Linked DNA regions of Mus musculus: region 1 is linked to region 2. A link is a contact called in public promoter capture Hi-C data. All regions are on one chromosome and are shown on one strand. The core of a region is the stretch at or near the end of the contact, and the rest is flanking DNA. Distances in the headings are between cores, read along the strand shown.

Evidence for each region. Promoter capture Hi-C pulls out the DNA fragments that hold promoters and counts their contacts.
Region 1: a contact with region 2 is called in a promoter capture Hi-C map of second pharyngeal arch cranial neural crest. The contact joins the promoter of A930016O22Rik here to the promoter of Rtn2 in region 2. A contact is called at or near these places in 6 of 39 promoter capture datasets (the C10 cell line, cranial neural crest, embryonic stem cells and 3 more), 5 of 115 datasets of contacts at active chromatin or transcription factors (effector CD8 T cells and embryonic stem cells) and 2 of 9 other capture datasets (adipose tissue and liver).

What each region holds. Positions count from the first base shown.
Region 1 is chr7:19,420,132-19,423,090 of GRCm38.p6, forward strand. A930016O22Rik (RIKEN cDNA A930016O22 gene) reads right to left here and starts at 1,286. Exons shown (of 2, transcript NR_073015.1): 1 at 1,026-1,286. Ckm (creatine kinase, muscle) reads left to right here. Exons shown (of 8, transcript NM_007710.2): 7 at 1-165; 8 at 1,077-1,452. The coding sequence ends at 1,255.
Region 2 is chr7:19,281,357-19,284,219 of GRCm38.p6, forward strand. Rtn2 (reticulon 2 (Z-band associated protein)) reads left to right here and starts at 1,268. Exons shown (of 10, transcript NM_013648.6): 1 at 1,268-1,509. The coding sequence starts at 1,476.

The DNA.
Region 1 (2,959 bases), core at 36-2,535, 140 kb after region 2:
GTCACCCCTTCATGTGGAACGAGCACCTGGGCTACGTGCTCACCTGCCCCTCCAACCTGGGCACCGGGCTGCGCGGAGGCGTGCACGTGAAGCTGGCGAACCTGAGCAAGCACCCCAAGTTTGAGGAGATTCTCACTCGCCTTCGTCTGCAGAAGCGCGGCACAGGTGCGGCCCGCCCCGCCCCGCCCCGCCCCGCCCCGCCCCGCGGCGTCTGGGGAGGGATCTACCGAGGAGGGGTGTCCCTGCAAGTTCCGGGATTAAGAGTATTTGATGTGTATTTTACGTACATCCCCGATCCTCTATTGGCGGCTCAGATTCTCTACCTGTAAATGGAATGGGGTCAGTTTGACCGCAGGCTGACAATCTTGGTTTTTTTGTTTGTTTGTTTTGTTTTTCGAGACAGAGTTTCTCTGAGTAGCCCTGGCTTTCCTGGAATTCACTCTGTAGACCAGGATGCCCTCGAACTCACAGAAATCCTCCTGCCTCTGTCTCCCGAGTGCTGGGATTTAAAATGTGCATCACCATTGCCCGGTATTTTTTTTTTTTTTTTTTTTTTTTTTTTTTTGGGTTTTTGAGACAGGGTTTCTCTGTATAGCCCTGGCTGTCCTGGAACTCACTCTGTAGACCAGGCTGGCCTCAAACTCAGAGATCCACCTGCCTCTGCCTCCCAAGTGCTGGGATTAAAGGCGTGCGCCACCACGCCCGGCTCCGGTATATTTTTAAAATTAAATTTGTCTGTGTGAGAGAGAGCACTCCCACTTCACGACACTTGCATGGATGTCAGAGGACAACTTTCTAAAGTCAGTTCCTGCCTTCCACCACGTGAGCCCTGAAAATTGAACCCGGATGTCAGGTTTAGCAAAAAGCATCTTTACTCACTCAGCTATTTCGCTGGCCTGTGCTATAATTTCTTGTTGAGCTGAGACCTCACCCTAACATCCAGGCATACAGGGCCTAATATCAATAACTGGTGACTTGTGAACAGCAACTTTCCGAGACGTTTGCACTTGGGCACAGGGTCGTACCTGCACCTCTGCTCCCTGTCCAATGCCTCTGTGGCGTTTGCTCCCGCGCAGGTGGCGTGGACACGGCTGCGGTGGGCGCCGTGTTCGACATCTCCAACGCCGATCGGCTGGGCTCATCCGAAGTCGAACAGGTGCAGCTGGTGGTGGATGGCGTGAAGCTTATGGTGGAGATGGAGAAGAAGCTGGAAAAGGGCCAGTCCATCGACGACATGATCCCCGCGCAGAAGTAGGCGCAGGGCGTGGCGCACCAGCCTGCAGTGTGCGCTGGTGCCCCGCCTCCTGGAAGTCCAATCATTGGGCTCTGTCCTCTGGGTTCTGGCCAATGAGAACCTGCCTCTCCGGAGCCCCGCCCACCTGCTTCTCAGGCGCTCCGGAGCGCCGGCTGCTTCTCCATGCCCTGCCTTAAATAAAAGTCCGTGATGGCCTTAGCTGTGAGTGTGCCAGCTACTGAGGGAGGAGGAGCGGGGACTTACCTCTTATGCGTCTCACTTGGCGTCCTGTCTGTCTTCCGTCCTTTCTAACTGCTAAGTTATTGCTGTTTTGAGACAGCTGCTCTTGTAGCTAAGGCTGGCCCTGAATTCCCTATGTAGCTGAGGATAGTCTTGAATTTCTAATCCTCTGCTTTTCAACTTCTGGGATTAGAGGTGTGCGCCACCATGCTTGGCACAGGTATGCACAGGTACACACACTTGTGACAGGCTAGACGAGGGCTGTGGGTGTCTTCCTCTGTTATTCTCAAATTATTATTATTATTATTATTATTATTATTATTTTTATGCAGCCCTGGCTGTCCTGGAACTCACTATGTAGACCAAGCTGGTCTCGAACTCATAGAGATCCATCTATCTCTGCCTATTGAATGCTGGGTCTAAGGGCATGTGCTACCACACCTGGCATCCACCTGTTTTGACAGTCTCTTCGCTGAACCTGACACTCACTGTCTCAGCTAAGTGAAGGGTCACCCAGGACCCAGGGTCAGCCTGTTTCTGTCCACATGCTGGGGTCACAGGCGCATACCCATGCCTGTCATTTACTTGGATAATGATGACCCAAACTTAAGTTCTCTTGATAGCGTAAAACAGGGCTGTCATCCACTCAGTCATCTCCTTTACCCTTGTTAAACACGGGCTATCCCTATATACTTTAGGTTGGCCTCAAACTTACTATGTAGCCCAGGCTGGCCTCAAACTTACATTAACCTCCTGAATCTGCCTCCTGAATTCTGGAATGGCAGGCAGATCCACCATGCCCAGCTTAGCCGGCAGTCGGTAGAGGCGGCTCACCAGGCGAAAAACGGATCCTGCACTAACCTGACGTGTTTGGTCCCAGAACTTGTGACAAGGCAGTAGAACCAACTCTCAAAACTGAGTTCTCTTGACAAAAGTGTTCCCTTTCACAGATACTACATCAAGTGAAATAATGTTTTAAAAATAGGCCACAGTTCCCATCTGCAGTTGGTGATCCTTCCAGGTCAGGATCTCACGTAGACCAGGTTAGCCCTCAAACACTATGTAGCCAAGAAAAACCTTGAGTGTTTTTTGGTTTTTGTTGTTTTGTTTTTGAGACAGGGTCTCTCTACATGTCATTGTTGTCCTGGAACTCACTACGTAGACTAGGCTAGCCTTGAACTCAGAGATCTGCCAGTTTTTGCCTCCTAAATATCGGGATTAAATGCATGTACCACCACACCTGGTTGATCTTGAACATCTAATCATTTGGCTTTTACCCATTTATTGCTGGGATTACAGATTTGTGCCACCGTGCCTGTCCTGGGGACCTGAACCAGGGCCTCCTGCATGCCAGGCAAAGCCCTCTGCTGAATGAGCTTCGAATCTCTTGCTCTCCTGCCCAGCCACTCCCACTATGTGTCTTTGCAGGAGTTTCTGCTTCCAGATGGAGCACATGGGTTGGGCCATCACTAGGAAGTGATTAGG
Region 2 (2,863 bases), core at 18-2,517:
AGTTTTGAGTGCTTTGGGTTGGGCAAGGAGGCTCAATGGAGTAAAAGCCCTTTGCCTGGTGACCTGAATTCCATCCCCCAAACCCACATGGTAGAAAGAGGGAATTCTGGGACCTGGTGCTGGCCACAACTGCCCATAAGAGGTGTTGATGATATGGCAGAGGCAGGATAGAATAGGAGTTTTGTCTCACTTGTTTATCGGTATCCCGCTGGGGCCTACGTACCTGTCTTACCACACATGCTCTATAGACGACTATTGAAAGGATGAATGAACGGAAACTTCCCAAAGCTCCTACTCTGAAGAGTAAGCTTGCTGGGTATGAACGTGTGACTGGAGCAGAGTGACCTGCTTATATGCTCCACAGGATACACACACACACACACACACACACACACACACACACACACACACACAAATAATTGTAAAACTAAATGTTAGGGCTGGAGAGATGGCCCTGAGTTCAATTCCCAGAAATCACATGGTGGCTCACAACCATATACAATGAGAGGATCTGGCGCCCTCTTCTGGCATACAGGCATATATACAGGCAGAACACTGTACATAATAAACAAACAAACAAATCTTTAAAGAAAATAAGTTGGGGAGGGGTGGATAGACAGCTCAGTGGTTAAGAGCACTGTCTGCTCTTCCAGAGGTCTAGAGTTCAATTCCCAGCAACCACATGGTGGCTCACAACCATCTGTACTGGGATCTGATGCCCTCTTCTGGTGTGTCTGAAGACAGCTACAGTGTACTCACATACATAAAATAAATAAACAAACCTTTTTTTAAAAAAGAAAAAAACGAGTTTTGTTTATTTGTTTTGAGACAGGGTTTCTGGCTGTCCTGGAACTCGCTCTGTAAACCAGGCTGGCCTTGAACTCACAGAGATCTGTCTGCCTCTGCCTCCCAAGCGCCGGTAAAGGTGTACACCACCATAGCCTGGCAGAAAATAAGTTTTAAGTTTTAGTTCTTTTCCCCACCCCCTTTTTCCACGCCATCTCCAAGTCTAGCCTCAGACTCTACCCCAGAACATCATATCCCACCCTCTCTCAGTGCCATCTCTAAAACTGCCCCAACACCCTTACATCGGAGTATGCATATTCTGGGCACTCTCTCCCGCGCTGCACACCGCTCAAGCCCCGCCCCATTCCTAAAGGCCCCGCTCTCCGAAACCCAGACGCCTCCCATTAAAACGGAGGTCCCTCCCTCCAGGTCCTCAAGCCCCGCCTTCAATTCTAGGCCCCGCCCCAGGCCCCCGCGCTGCAGTGCTTGCTCCTCTGCGGCCCCGCCCTCCCCCGCGGAGTGGAGCAGAGGGCGGCGGCGGTGGCGGCGGTGGCGGCGGCGGCTGCTAAAGCAGCCCGGGAGGATGGCGGCGGCGTCGTCGACGCGGCGGAGATGAGCGCCCGTGGCCCCAGGCCCAGGGCGGCGCGGCCGGAGTGGGCGGGGGTCCCGATGCAGGCCCGAGGGGGGCCATGGGGCAGGTCCTGCCGGTCTTCGCCCACTGCAGTGAGTATGGAGAGGCTCCGGCCTGGTGTGGGGCACAGAAAACCGCGTGGGGTCCTCCTAGGGTCTCCATCTTCCGCGAGCGGGCTCGAGGGAGAGCCGGGAAGCCGGGAAGGAGACAAAGGAATCCTTCCCCTCCCCCCCGCGCTTTGGAGGCAACTGGGGCATCCTGACCCGGAGGACCCGGTGCAATGGGGTGGAGGGGGGGTCATCGAGATCGCGTGTTGGGGGTGCGCGCTGGGCGCTGGATTGGGTCGCCCCGCCCAGTGTGAGAAGGAGCAAGCTCGTGGGGAGCTGTCCCCGGCCCTGGTGCTGGCCTCAGCTGACGGGTTGAGTCAGGATGAAATAGAAGGATCCGACTCCCCTCGGCACACATTTTGCATCTCACCCTCATGATCTGCCCAGAAGGCACTCCCAATATCACCCTGGGTGTCCGACCCCTGTCCTAAGAAAACAGTCATCCCTGGCTTCGTTCCAAGTCTGAGTCTTTAGCGGGCTTTTCCACTCAGTAGTAACCCTGCAGAAGATCACACTCCTCTTCAGGCCTCTGGTTGCCCAGGTGAGGAAATGAGACGGAGGTGCGGGGTAGGGTTTCCATTTTCGAAGGCTGTCGAGGCTCTCTTGTGTGAAGAGCCCCTAAGCTAGCTCCAGGGGCTGGCTTCCTGGTTCCAAGCCCCTTGTGTCATCCTGCTCCACTCTGAGACATCGGCTCTGGCAGTCGGTGTTTACCCGTGCGTCCCACACAGGGTAGTTCTGACAGCTGGGGATGCCGACGCTAGCAGATCTAGCCACTTGCACGTCTTGGGTATCCAGATGCCCAAGTTCTGAGAATGTGCCACTCGGACATTTTTAGTTTCATTCCCCTCCTCCTAGCGCCCAAAGATCTCGTCTTCAGCTGAAATCACCAGGGGGAGACCCTGCAGGCCTGTCCCCAGCCAGCCCCACCTCTCTTGTCCTTATCTATAATCTGCCCCCTTCCTCCATTCACACCTTCACACCCCTCTGTTCCTGTCCCAATCACAGTGCCTACCTCAAAAACTTTGTACTGACCTTCCCCTCTGTCTGGAAGGCAGAACCCGAGGCATCTGAGGTCTGATGCCATCAGAAAAGCTTTGGGGACTATTCTGTGTCAAGAGGAACTCCATCCCCCTTACCTTGTTTGACTTGATGTTTTTTTGTTTTTGGTTTTTTGTTTTTGTTTTTGTTTTTGGTTTTTTCGAGACAGGGTTTCTCTGTATATCCCTGGCTGTCTTGGAGCTCACTTTGTAGACCAGGCTGGCCTCGAACTCAGAAATCCGCCTGCCTCTGCCTCCCGAGTGCTGGGATTAAAGGCGCGCGCCACCACGCCCAGCTTGAC